Regions from separate parts of the Sus scrofa genome. Here all the other regions are linked to region 2. The links are chromatin contacts, called in public Hi-C and promoter capture Hi-C maps. All regions are on one chromosome and are shown on one strand. Each heading gives the region's core, a stretch centred on a gene start, on an enhancer-like site or on the middle of the called end of the contact. The rest is flanking DNA. Distances are from core to core; before and after follow the strand shown.

Region 1 (4,582 bases), core at 1,946-4,445, 240 kb after region 2:
CATATGCTGCAGGTGTGGCCCTAAAAAAAAAAAAAGAAACCATGTGATGTGAAACCTCATATACCTTAGGGTTTCCATAACGACATGATTAAATCTGCCTAGTTAATAGTAAGCAGTTATTATTAAACATTAATATTTATCATGCTAAATATTAACCATTCTATAATACAGGTTAGGGAAATAAAAGAGACTTTTCCACACTAGAGGCTACAGTCAGATGGAAGAAATTTTTCCTTTACATGAAATTTAAATATTTATTTTTACAATAAATATTTTTATTAGAAAATGACTTTTAGTAGTTTCTGTTGTAACTCTGTTGGCTCAGGGGTAACAAACCCGACTAGTATCCGCGACGATGTGGGTTAAATCCCTGACCTTGCTAAGTGGGTTAAGGATCCTATATTGCTGTGAGCTGTGGTGTAGGCTGGCAGCTGCAGCTCTGATTGGACCTTTAGCCTGGGAACTTCCACATGACATGGGTACTGCCCTAAAAAGACAAAGAAAGAAAGAAAGAAAGAAAGAAAATGACTTTTAATTACTGAGACCGACCTTGTGATTCAAAGAATTTCAGATACTTTTCCTTAGCTAAGAGTAACTGAAAAAGTTATTAAATCACCCATAATTTCCAGAAAACCTCATTCAGATCTGTTAAAAGTAGTACACAGAGGTAAAAAAGTATTTTTCTGGTGTACTACCTATTGAACTCTAGTTATTTCAACATATTAGAATTAGTTTAGATTGTGTTCCAAGTATGCAATTCAGTAATCCAGAAATTATAATTTTAGGAGTTCCTGCTGTGATAACAGTGGGTTAAAAACCTGACTGCAGCAGCTCAGGTTGGTGCGAAGGGCAGGTTCCATCCCTGACCCAACTCAGTGGGTTAAAGGATCCAGCATTGCCGTAGCTGAGGCTCAGAATCAATCCCTGGCCTGGGAACTTCCATGTGCCACTGGTGTGGCCATTGAAAAGAAAGAAAGAAAGAAATTGTAATTTCAGCTCTTACTGTCTTCTTTTTTGAGTAACATATATAATTTTAAGGTGTACTATGTGACTATTTGATATATATATATATATATAGCCAAAAGATCACCATAATAAAGTTAGTTAACACCTCTCTCCCCTCGCAAAATTAGCCTTTTTTGCTTGTGGATAAGATTTAAGATCTAATCTTTTAAATTCCAAGTATATAAAAAAACAGCATTATTAATACTAGTCACTCCTGCTATAGACTAGACACCCCCCAGGACTTATTTATCTTATACCTAAAAGTCTGTCACCTTTGACTAACATCTCTCCATTTCTCCCACCCCCTGGCAACAACTATTATTCTACTCTCTATTTCAAAGAGTTTGGGTGGTGTTTAGATTCCTCATACAAGTGAGAACATATTATTTGCCTTTCTCGGTCTGATATATTCCACTTAGCATAATACCTCAGTGTCCTTCCATCTTGTCACAAATGGCAGGATTTCTTTCTTTCTTTAGGGCCAAATAATACTCCAGTGTGTTCGTGTTTCTTTTTCTTTTATTTTAGGGCCGAACCTGTGGCATATGTAAGTTCCCAAGCTAAGGGTCAAATTGGAGCTGTCACTGCCAGTCTACACCACAGCCACAGCCAAGCCAGATTCGAGCCTTGTCTGCTACCTACACCATAGCTCACAACAACACAGCATCCTTAACCCACTGAGCGGAGCCAGGGATCAAACACGTCCTCATGGATCCTAGTTGGGTTCATTACCACTGAGACACAACCAGAACCCCTGTTAGTGTTTCTTTATCCATTCATCTGTCAGTGAACACTTGTTTCCATGTCTGGGCTATTGGGAATAATGCTGCAGTGGAGACAGGAGTCAGATACCTCTTTAACATCCTGTTTTCATTTCCTTGGGATATATCTAATACTGCTATTTTACTTGATCAGTAACAGACATAATTCTGCAAGCAGAATCAAACCGACAGAGTTTCTCAGTCATTCATCAGTATCACTTATGCAGTGATCCACTTTCACAGTCATCATGGAATGAACACACAAAATCATGATAAATAAGACTTGGTATAGACACATTCCGTGTCCAATAATCTAACCCACTTCACAAAACCACAACTCAATGGGCCCTATGTGACATTCCTAACTCCATTGAACCCATCTCATAATTCTATAAAACAATACCAAGTCAAACTCGGAAACCACTTGATAGTCATGCAATCTCAAACACAAATCACAACTAATCGTTCTACAAATTTGTTAGCTTCTTAAAAAGTTAAATATAAACCTAACCTATTAGCAACAATTTTTTCCTCTTAGGTATTTCCTCAGAAGAAATGGAAACATGCCAGCGTTATTCGTAATATATAAAATCTGGAAATTTCAATGTTCATAGAGAAGAAAATGAAAAATCAAATTGTGGCACATTTGCACAATGGAATGCTTTCCAGAAATAAAAAGAAAGAAATACACAACATTAATAGATCTTACAGAACGAGGATGAACTAAAGGAGGCATATGGAATTGCAGAACTGACAAAACTAAATTACGAGGACATGTATCAGAACCATGGCTGGCTCTGTTGTGAGTCTGGAAAAGGACTCCAGGGAACTTCCTGGCGGTGAACACACCAGAGCAGTCAAACACGGCTCCTCGGTACTACGTGCCTCGCAGGGTGTCGGGGCTTTCTCTAGGGGCAGAACTGAAAACAACAACAACAACAAAACCCTCTGGTTCAGGACCACGGACCTAGGGTCCCACACGCACGTACAGTCCCGAGTGAAGTCCTCTCCTGGGCTCTCTCCCGCTGGAACTCCCTCCGCGCGGCTTCAGCCCTTCTTAGCCCGGCCTCCCTCCGCCGGGAGTCCCGATTCCCTCTCAGGCCCTTCTCTGCCGGGTTTCCGGCTCCCTCTTCCCTCCACGGCCTGGCGTTTCTGACTGTCACCGGGCCTTCCCGGCGCCAGGCTTCTTCGTCCGCTTCCTCGGCCCGCGCTGGGCGGGCTTCCGGTTCCCTTTTCTGCCCTCCCCGACCCGGGCTTGCGATTATTTCCTCGGCTTGCGGTCTCGTTCCTTACACGACCTTACCTCGCTCGCAAAGGGCAGTCACCCGTCACTTCGGCATCTGAAGGAACACCAGCTGCAACCCCTCTGCCGAGGGCGAGCGATCAGCGCGCCCTAGAACCCTCAGGGGTCGCGGGGCGCGGAGGAGTCTCTGCGGCTGGTGGGATCCACGTTCGGTTCAAATGTCTTTTAGGTGTTGGACTACATTTCCCACAGGCCCCAAAGCCCCAAATGAACTTCGACGTTTGGCTCCCCTTCCGGTGTCGCGGCGCTTGTAGGGCTATGCCTGGTGAGTTGAGGTGACCCAGGTCCGGCTGTGGGAGAGACAGGTGGTGAGGAGGCCTTTAGCTCCCAAAGCGCGGATGGGGCGTGTGCAGCTGGAGCCTCAAGCCTTGTGTGCATGAGCCGCGGAGGCAATTGTCTGTGACGGCGTCATTGCAGAGTGTTAGTTCGCACTCGTACGTGTGTGATAGAAAGCGAGAGCGAGTCAGAGGGTCTTGGGGCCCTGATTCGCATGGCTGGTATCTGACTGGGCTCGCGGGCTGTCAGGGGCGGAGCCTACTGTGTGACCTCGGTCTACAGGACCGTGGCCGAGAGGGTGTGTGACACCGCGACCGCGTGGTCCTGTGACAGCTCTGTTGTAAGTATGACTATTACGTGTGAACGAAATGGAGTTTTGTTTTGCTTTCAGTGAGCTTAAGTTCGGAGTTTTGTTTTTTTCAGTGAGCTTGTAGGAGTGGGTAAAATTTCTTTTATGGATATAGAATGTATATGTATACATATACATAAAATTATATGTATATGTAAACTATATCCCCGCGCCCCCCAGTACCCAGCGTAGTGCTTAACTTAGAGGGTAAAGGGAGTGTTACCCATCCAGGGTACCAATTGTAGGTTCCATAATTTCTTGGAATGTTTCCCTAGATTCTCTTCTGTCCTCACACCATGTAACCAGTTGGATCTAGCTGCAGAGAAATGATCGTCAAAGAGAAAGTCACGAATATCCCTCCTATAATGAAAGTTCTCAATAGAAAAGTACATGGTCAATCATGAGATGAGAGTTTAGGCTTGCACTTGCCTTCAAGATAGGCTTCTGGGAAGACCTGAGGGGGAGGGCACAGGTGCAGAAGTTTTTCCTGGGTTAAACTCCCTTGAATGCATTATGGAGGCCAGAACCACAGCATTCCCTGAGCTGTGGCCCCTAGATGTTGCTGGGAACATATATTCTAGCTCTGGGCATAGATGATGTTTACCTTTTTCTCTGATACTGGTAAAACTCCGTATTGTAGTTTCCCTCTTACTTCTGTTTTATGGTGAGTGATGGGCCATGTCTGGTGGTGGACAGTGTTTTCTTATTTAGCAAGTTTAGTCCCACAAGTCCCTTCTTGTACCTGTAGTTCCGCAAGTCCTGAAGTGAAGAGCATTGCTACTTAGTGGCCCATTCAAAGTCAGTTTGTGTTTGCTTTTTATTGTCATATGTTTTTGATTTACAAATCCTAGAAGATGTGCTTTCCTTCTCTTACATTTCCCTGCCTAA
Region 2 (4,428 bases), core at 195-2,694:
GGACCCTAAAGACACCGATGAAATTTGAATAAGGTTTGTAGATTAGTGATTAATAATATATGAGTGTTAATCTAATTTTGACCATGTACTGTGATTATGTAAAATGGTAACCTATAGAGAAACTGGGTTAAGAGTATTTGGAGAAATCTTTTTTTGTAGCAGTTTTAAATCTAAAGCCAATTCAAATGTTTAAAAAATTGTAGATGAACATTAGGTGTGCAGGGAGCAAAGAGGGTGTGGGTCCTTCAGTTCACCTTCATGGCACTCAGAAATTTACTCAAAGGCAAATACCAGACACTAGTTTCTCCCGGGGCAGGGTGGTGGTGTCTTATCTGTGTTAAGTAAGAAGTTTCAGAAGGAGGAAAGAAAAGCACGTGTTGAAAGGAAATAACAAGCCCCAAATGGTGTCATTTGTCCCCACAATAACAAACCAAGACTTATTTCTAGTTTCAGGCTTTCTCAAGAATGTGTTAAATCTTTAAACAATCAATCTGGAATTTCCTGGTTAGCACCAGAGAGATAATTTGCATGATAAAACCCTAGCCGTTCCCCTCCCCTAAAAGGTGACCGGGCCTAAAACAATGCTTTCTTTTCTTTTGCTAGTAACTTCCTTGCCCCACTTTCCTACTGCCTATGAAAACTTTCGATTTTGTACATCTCCTTGGAGTATCTCTCCGTTTGCTAGATAGGATCCTGCCCGATTCATGAACTGTTAAATAAGGACAATTAATTTTCACGTTTATTTGGCTGAATTTTTTGTTTTGCTTTTTTAACACACGTAGAGAAAGAAGGGTTTCAGGGGAAGAAGAAAACTTGATGCACGGACAGCTTGGCTTCTGGATGTTCAACAATAGTTCTTTCCTTCTCCTTTCAATGTATGTCTTAGAGAAGAGTCAAGAAAAAGCAATCATGAGGAGCCAGGGCAGTTTTAATGGGTCATCGCCCACCCGTCCTACACAGGAGGAGGGAGGGCACAGAAGATGCCCAATCTCGGTGTTACAGATGCTCGCTGTTCAGGGCTATAATTTGTCAGAGCACTAGAGTCACAGGGACCTCACACCCACAAAATTGGTGCTGCACAAAATAGTGTCACACGGACACAACCACACATCCACTCTTAACACACACAGGACACAACTACACAATCATAGACACCTCCACACCCGTATACACAGGCACAATCACACCACTAACGCAGTTACACAATCTACTCACCACCATGACACACAAAGACACATTCAAAATAGCGCATCCTCAGCCCGTTCCCGCCAGCGCGCACAAACCCAAGGCTCTGGACACGCCCCGTCCCCGCCCCAGACTCCCAGACCCCTCACCTTCTGCCTCCCCTTGGTCGCGTCCGGGTCCCGGCGGAGCAAACGATCTCGCCACGACGTCAAGAGACACGTAACGCTGGGCCGCTGTGGACTCTGGGAAACGTAGTCCAGGACCAGACCAGCCAGAGACATGATGGCGTCCTCAAACCAGAAAGTCAGAGCTCGGCCTATATGACACTGCTTCAAAGAGGAGGGTTCCAGCTCCAAACGTCCACCAGGCTTGAGCTGATATCCCCCCAAGGTAGGACTACTTGACCTGAGAGCCTCATAATCAAAGGACGTGGCCGCAACATTCGTATAGGAAAGGCAGAAGGAGATACTGGGTGTCGACCCGCAAAGCATTAAGGGAAATGTAGTTCAAGGCCGGAAAAGCGGCATTGCTTTGATAGAAGGTAACCAGACACCAGCTTGGGCTTGGCCGCGGTGACCGTGCGGGCTGCGTCGCGGGGGTTTCTGGGAGTGCTCACTCGCCCTCTGAGTGCGCAGGCGCAGCATACCGAGTGGACATTTTGGTCTTTGTCCGCGGGTCAGTCCGGCCCCTGGGTCCACGTGGCGCGAAAATAGGAGGTGGGATGTGGACGTCTTGGGCCGATAGGGTCGGGGAGGTTGAGGGGAAGGATTCCAGATCTATTGGGGTGCGGCGCGAGGAAGGGGAGTGGGTTTTAGAGCTTCTAGTCTACGTGTGGGGTGGGGGTGGGGGCCTCTGAGGAGGGTTCGAGTGTGCGTGACCCTGAGTTTGACCGCAAGTTAGACTAAATGTTTGAGAACATTGAGGAAGAAACTGGGCTCAGGGTATGTATGGCTTGCGTCTAAGAGGGAGACCGGCATTGAGATAACGTCCGAGCGGCACTTCTCTTGTCGAAAGTGCTGATAATAACGGTGCCATCTTCCTGGAATACCTAATTTACTTGCAGATTGGAAGGGGGTTAAGCACCAAGTGGTAATTAATTTTAAAATATGCTTTTCTATAAAATACATTTCTTATTAATTAGGTACAATGCAAATCATCGTGACTTATTGCTTTTTTTTTTAAACAAGCAGAAATATTTCAAAGGAACTTTTTGTTATGGGGACCCTGTTTCAAACGGTCTCAAATATTCTGATCTTTGAGGAACTTTAATAGGGCTGCTGTTAAGCCTAGGTAGAGTAGATATCAGCGTTACCTTTTGAGAAGTAGTGTCAACATATCGCAGAAAGCAGAGTACTAGGAAGTCAAGGGTCTGGGGTTCTAGGATAAACACAGTTATCCTCGTTCTTTGGGGAAAAAAAAAAACAAACAAACTTGCTGCAGTGTTTATCCATGAATCCGAACTAGTTAGGTGTACTAACTCCTAAATGCGTGGAAGTGTTCTCAGGTTGTATGGGTTTTGTGAAGAAAGGGAGATACTATTATTAAGGATAACCCACAGTTGTCCTTCAAGGTTTTAAATAATAAGAGAGTTAAATAATTGGTTACCAAATCAGTGTCTGTAGATCAGTAGCCTTCAAATAAACAACAGTCAGGTAGAAGGTATAGTAGAAGACCACTGTTTACACGAACTGTCTTTTAAAAATCGAGGAGTAAATTTAAGAAACGTTTAAAACTATTGGAAAAGAACTTTAGAATACTGCTTTCGGGGGTAACATAAGATGTGAACAAATAAATATACAATGTTTTTCAGTGGGAATTTCTCATAAAGAAGTGTGTGCAAGATTTCCCATCGTGGCTTAGCAGTAATGCACTAGACTAGTATGCTTGAGGACTTGGGTTCAATCCCTGGCCTTGCTCAGTGGGTTAAGGATCTGGTGTTGCCTTGAGCTGCATTGTAGGTCACAGACTTGGCTTGGATTTGGCGTTGCTGTGGCTCTAGCGTAGGCCATGGGCTGCAGCTCCGTTTCGACCCCTAACCTGGAAACTTCCATATGCCACACCTGTGGCCGTAAAAGGACCAAAAAAAAAAAAAAAAAAAAAAAAAAGGTGGATAAATTCAAGGGTTTGGGGTTTTTATGCTTTTTACGTCAGTACATGTGGCGTATGAAAGTTCCCATACTAGGGGCAGTCGAATCAGAGCTGCAGTTGCTGGCCTATGCCAGAGTCACAGCAACAGCAACGCCGGATCCTTAACCCACTGAGCAAGGCCAGGGATCGAACCAATGTCCGCATGGATACTAGTTGGGTTCGTTATCACTGAGCCATGGTGGGAACTCCCAAATTAATTTATTAATTTAATGTTATCCCAGTAAAAGTATCCATAGGTTTTTGGTTTTTTTTCTCTTGGACCTAAATAAGCTGATTGTGCACTTCATGTGGAAAAATAGACAAGCTAGAATAGCCGGTAGAGCTCTGAAAAAGAAAAGCATTTAGGGTATAGGGAGGTGGGAGCCTAACAATAACATTTTAGGTCCTCATAAATTAAAATAGTATTGTTATTAGAAGGAAACAGGCTTATGAAGGGCCATTCCTCAGTGTTTAATGACCTAGTTATTTCACAGATGGAAATTTTACAAATATACCCGAATTTACATGAAGTGACACAGGTACAAAGTTGCTCATTGCAGCACTGTTTCACATAGGGAGAGACAATTTATGCTCATCAGTAGGATATTAGTGTGATAAAATTATGGCATGTGTAAACAACAGTAACTTACAGCTTTAAAAAAGAATGAGGAGAAGTTTTCTGTATTCTTTTTTTTTTTGGTCTTTTGTCTTTTTTGTTGTTGTTGTTGTTGCTATTTCTTGGGCCGCTCCCGCGGCATATGGAGGTTCCCAGGCTAGGGGTCTAATCGGAGCTGTAGCCACCGGCCTACGCCAGAGCCACAGCAACTCGGGATCCAAGCCACGTCTGCAACCTTCACCACAGCTCACGGCAACGCCGGATCGTTAACCCACTGAGCAAGGGCAGGGACCGAACCCGCAACCTCATGGTTCCTAGTCGGCTTCGTTAACCACTGCGCCACGACGGGAACTCCTGTTTTCTGTATTCTAACACTGAAGTAACTCCAAAAATGTAAAGTGAAAAACGCAGAATGCGTGGTATGCTTCATATGGATTAAGGGGAGAGGTAAGAATATATGCTTGTATTACTTTCCATTAAAAAAAAATAAGAAGATCTAC
Region 3 (4,891 bases), core at 1,480-3,979, 170 kb after region 2:
GAGGTAGAAGGTCCCTGAGTTTTTGGTGGATTTATTTTCCACCCTCTGATACACAAATGTCTTACCAATAAATCTAGAGTAGTTGCCACTTCTTGCTCACTAGGCCCAATCAGCATATTGTCATCAGTGAAATTTATCGGCATGACATTTTGTGGAGGGAAAGGTAATTAAGATCTTTGTGAACTAAATTATGACATAAGGCTGGAATGTTGATAGAGCCCTGAAGTGGGACATCAAAGATGTATTGCTGGCCTTGACAGCTGAAAGCAAACTGCCTCTGGTTGTCTTCATTAATACGAGGGAAGAAAAAAATTGCCAGATCAATAGTTACATCCAGGTACCAGGAATGTGCTAATTTGCTCAATGGATGAAACTACATTCGGTGCAGCAGCTGCAATTGGCGTCACCACCTGGTTAAGGTTATGATGATCCATTATCATTCTCCAGTGTCCATCTGTCTTCTGCGCAGGCCAAATAGGCAAGTTGAATATGGATGTGGTGGGAATCACCTCCTTTGCATCTTTCAAGCCCTTAATGATGGCACTGATTTCTGAAATGCAGTGTTTCTTTTGGTTTACTGTTTTTCTAGGTAGAGGCCGTTCTAGTAGCTTCCACTTGTCCTTTCCCACCATCATAGCCCTCACTCAACAGGACAGAGAACCCATGTGAGAATTCTTAACAGCTGCTGAGTATGTCTATCCCAATTATCCATTCCAGGACTTGGGGGGGGAAAAAACCACAGGATGGGTTTAGGGTCTACTTTAGATGGACTTGAGCTAAAACTTCATCGATCACCTGACTGCTACAGGCCCTGGTCCACCCTGACTAGTGAACCACAGTGATGTTTTGGGTCTCCTAAAATTAGTGTCCAGAACCAGTGTTCAGTATTCCCTGAAAGTTCTGATCACTTCCTTTTCCTTGACATAGTTATCCGGGTAAAGGCTGTAGGTTCCTTTGGGAAAGCTTAGGGGAAAATTTAACAATGTAAATTTTTGGTAATGTAGCAGGGCCACTCATTGCAGAGGTTCTAAGTCTGTATAGAGGGTTAAGTCTGAGAAATGAGGGGCTGTGACTCTTATCATTCAAGCTAGACTTTTGTTCTCTTGCCCTAGAACTCTTCCATTTATACAGGTCAAGTTAAAGAGTTTAGCAGACTTACCATCTTTCACGTCTACCAAAGAACATCAACCATTCTTCCAGTTACCACATGACAGAAATTAAAAAAAAAAAGTCATGGTCATTTTGCTTTTTATTTATTTTTTTGTCTTTCGTTTTTTGAGGGCCAAACCCGCGGCATATGGAGGATCCAGGCCAGGGGTCTAATCAGAGCTGTAGCCACTGGCCTACGCCAGAGCCACAGCAACACGAGATCTGAGCCACAGCAACACCGGATCCTTAAACCACCAACCGAGGTCAGGGATAGAACCCTCAACCTCATGGTTCCTAGTCGGATTCATTAACCACTGAGCCACTATGGGAATTCCCATCATTGTCTTTTTATAGGTAGTAAACTCAATCTCACACACTTGTAATACTGCAGTCTCTCATGTAGTTACTAATATAAAATCACAACCATATACACTATCTCTATCAAGATTTTAACTTACATAAGTTGCCTTCTAACACACACAAAAATGTATCTACCAAATCTCTCATGTGATCTCCTACCCAATCATACTCAGTTAAAATATCAAACTCAAATCACAGCATTATACTCACTCACTGAACATATATTTTCACTGTCATAAAATTCATCCAGAGATTTGGCTCTAGTCACAAACCACTTTCACAAACTTCGTACGTTTCACTCAACACTCTCTCCCAGTGATAGTCTCAAGTGCACACCATCTCACACATATGATCAAGAATCGACAAAGAAACACAATCCCATGTTCTCACAGATACATTTCCTCACACAAGAGATAGGGTTTCTGGCCTCTCAGCAAGGTTAAAAATCTTTACCATAGATTTGTCCCTTCTGGCAGTTAATCTGTACTAGTTTCCACCCCTCTCAGTTAATTCCAGTCTCTCATGCACACTTAGACACACAGTATCACCTCACAACCCCCCCCTCCCCTCCACCGCCAAGATAAGGCTCAGAACCAGTTCACCCTTCACCAGGAATCTGTGATTCATCCATTCGGTGCCTCCTAGTCCTAAGAGACAAGCTTCCTCCCTTCTCTAGTGAAATTCACCCGCGGACACTCGCCACAGCCAAATCCTCCCAGTAGTCACAGGTAGACCTGGCACACTGAATGTTACAAGGTCATTGCCTGTGTAACCGCGCCACCCGCAATCATGAGTAACCAATCACTGTCTCAAGCGCATACCTAAATCACATCACATTATGCCACCACACAAACACTGCGCGTGGCCAAGCTCACCGCCTAAACCTATACAAGTATGCACCACATCCGCTTTCACATACGAGTTTTCTCACGCTTGACACCCTCCACTCGCTGTCACATAATCCTCTCCCTCTCGATCTGACGCGCTTTCGGATACGTGGACAGAAAACACATCCAGCATAGCAACCGCACAGCAGAGGCTGAAGCTCTCTGCATCAGATCCGAGTTTGCGCCCCTCAGTTGGGCGGTGGTGGCATCTCTCATAGCCTCATTGAAAGCGCGCAGGTGCGGCAGGAAGTCTGGCGGAAGATCTACCTACTTCGCTAGCCTCCCAGGCTCCTTGCTCGCGGACTACGTTTCCCAGAGCCCACAGCGCGCCAGAGCTACTTCCGGTAGGAACGTCGGGTGAATGGTCAGCGGCAGAGGCGGTTGAGGGCTTCCCAGGACGGGTTCAGTAGGCAGGGCTCTGCGTGGGTCCTGGAATTCGAGTCAGAGCTTGGACCAGAGCTCCTCCTGAGGATGCTGAAGGTAACGAATCCTGTCGCCCCAGGACTGGCAAGAGGAGTGTCTGGAGTGTTAGGTTTCTAAGTGCAGGAGCAACCGGAGGGAGGGATTAGGATGTGGGTGTGTGACGGAAATTAGTCTCCGGACTAAGTGTATTTGGCTGTTGTGACAGCTCCTGGAGTCATGCTTTTGTGACAGTGTAATTGTGTGCATGGGCATATGTGTAAATGACGTTTGTGTTTGTGACCATGATTGCAATTGGCTCTTTGTGTAAGCCCCATTTATTTATATAAAAGAAAAGCACATTTACACAAACCCTTACAACCACGCAACGAAGTAGTTAGGGAGACATTCCAGTAGTCACCTGTGGATTCATACACGCGTCATAAAACCAAAATCACATAAGCTACCCCATGTTTATTATCACAAAACTTCAGGCAAAGCGACATATATTATAGCAACAGCAAGTAATGAAAACAAAAAAACTACTCTTGGAGTTCTCTTATGGCTCATCAGGTTAAGGATCCAACTGCACTATCACCTTGCAGTGGCTTGGGTCACTCCTGTGACCCGGGTTCGATCCCTGGCCTAGGAACTTGCACATGTCACAGGCGCAGCCAAAAAACAAACAAGCACTACCCTTGCCAACTTAGTCTACTTCCTCAACTGAAGAGCTCTCACAGGATCTGAAGAGCTCACACAAGAATCATAGAAATAGAGAACATAACATAGAGCAGAAACTTATGACCTAGAACATAGAAACATAGCTCACACAATCATAGAAATGTAGTCTCCACGGCTCTGGCTACTGCATATCACACTCAAAAGTCACACAAAGTTTGAGCTGCAGGAAAAGCCTGTTATCTCATAATTTTTCTCTGCCTCACTATTTCTGCCATTCCCCTTAGAAACACCTCGAATGGGGAGTTCCCGTCGTGGCGCAGTGGTTAACGAATCCAACTAGGAACCATGAGGTTTCGGGTTCGATCCCTGCCCTTGCTCAGTGGGTTAACCATCCAGCGGTGCCATGAGCTGTGGTGTAGGTCGCAGACGTGGCTCGGATCCCGCGTTGCTGTGGCTCTGGTGTAGGCTGGCAGCTACAGCTCCGATTAGACCCCTAGCCTGGGAACCTCCCATATACCGTGGGAACGGCCCAAGAAATGGCACAAAGACCAAAAAAACCCCACCTCAAATGGGCTAAAAGAATAGCACTGTTGCATGTACAAAAAGTGTCTAAGATTATTGAGTGCTGCTTCTTCCCTGAAATGTTCATATTAACCTTCAAAAATTCCTTTGTTATGGGAGTTCCATTGTGGCTCAGCAGTAAGGAACCTGACCAGTATCCTTGAGGATGTGGGTTCAATCCCTGGCCTTGCTCAGTGAGTTAAGGATCTGGCGTCGCCTTGAGCTGTGGTATAGGAGTCAGACATGGCTGGGATCCTGCATGGCTGGGGCTGTGGTGTAGGTCGGCATCTGTAGCTCTGACTGGACCTGGGAATGTCCATATGTTGCAGGTGCAGCCCTAAAAAGAAAAAAAATTCCTTTGTTATATTACTTTAAAATAAAAGTTATCTATAATTCTTAAACCACTCTGAACATTTTATTGCAGACGGTTTCACCCTTATGTAAATACATGTATGCTTATGGACATAAGTATTTTTCTTCCAAAGATTGGACTACAATACATATTGTTTTGTAATTCCTCATTAAAAGATAAGGCTTTTTGGGAGTTCCTGTCATGGCTTAGTGGTTAACGAATCCGACTAGGAACCATGAGGTTGAGGGTTTGATCCCTGGCCTCACTCAGTGGGTCAAGGATCTGGCATTGCTGTGAGCTGTGGTGTAGGTTGCAGACATGGCTCAGATCCCAAGTTGCTGTGGCTCTGCTGAAGGCTGGTGGCTACAGGTCTGATAAGATCCCTAGCCTGGGAGCCTCCATATGCCATGGGTGCCACCCTAGAAAAGACAAAAAAAACAAAAACAAACAAACAAAAGATAGGGCTTTTTTCTGTATTGAGGAGTAAATTTCACAAGATTTT

The links. Promoter capture Hi-C pulls out the DNA fragments that hold promoters and counts their contacts. Hi-C and Micro-C count contacts between places; a contact is called where the count stands out from the background.
Region 1: a contact with region 2 is called in a promoter capture Hi-C map of fetal liver, with 2.7 times the contacts expected there. The contact joins the promoter of ZNF529 here to the promoter of ZNF565 in region 2. A contact is called at or near these places in 1 of 5 promoter capture datasets (fetal liver) and 2 of 47 Hi-C or Micro-C datasets (heart right ventricle and liver).
Region 3: a Hi-C map of skeletal muscle shows a contact between it and region 2, with 2.7 times the contacts expected there. The contact joins the promoter of LOC106510528 here to the promoter of ZNF565 in region 2. A contact is called at or near these places in 5 of 47 Hi-C or Micro-C datasets (heart right ventricle, liver and skeletal muscle).

The regions. Positions count from the first base shown.
Region 1 is chr6:45,809,110-45,813,691 of Sscrofa11.1, forward strand. ZNF529 (zinc finger protein 529) reads left to right here and starts at 3,196. Exons shown (of 4, transcript XM_013998445.2): 1 at 3,196-3,334. LOC110261284 (a long non-coding RNA gene) reads right to left here and starts at 3,210. Exons shown (of 2, transcript XR_002345332.1): 1 at 3,070-3,210; 2 at 1-2,686.
Region 2 is chr6:45,575,522-45,579,949 of Sscrofa11.1, forward strand. It overlaps ZNF565 (zinc finger protein 565), which reads right to left and starts at 1,445. Exons shown (of 6, transcript XM_021097171.1): 1 at 1,335-1,445. It overlaps ZNF146 (zinc finger protein OZF), which reads left to right. Exons shown (of 7, transcript XR_002345320.1): 5 at 783-1,575.
Region 3 is chr6:45,741,115-45,746,005 of Sscrofa11.1, forward strand. LOC106510528 (zinc finger protein 461) reads left to right here and starts at 2,730. Exons shown (of 4, transcript XM_021097140.1): 1 at 2,730-2,876. The coding sequence starts at 2,868.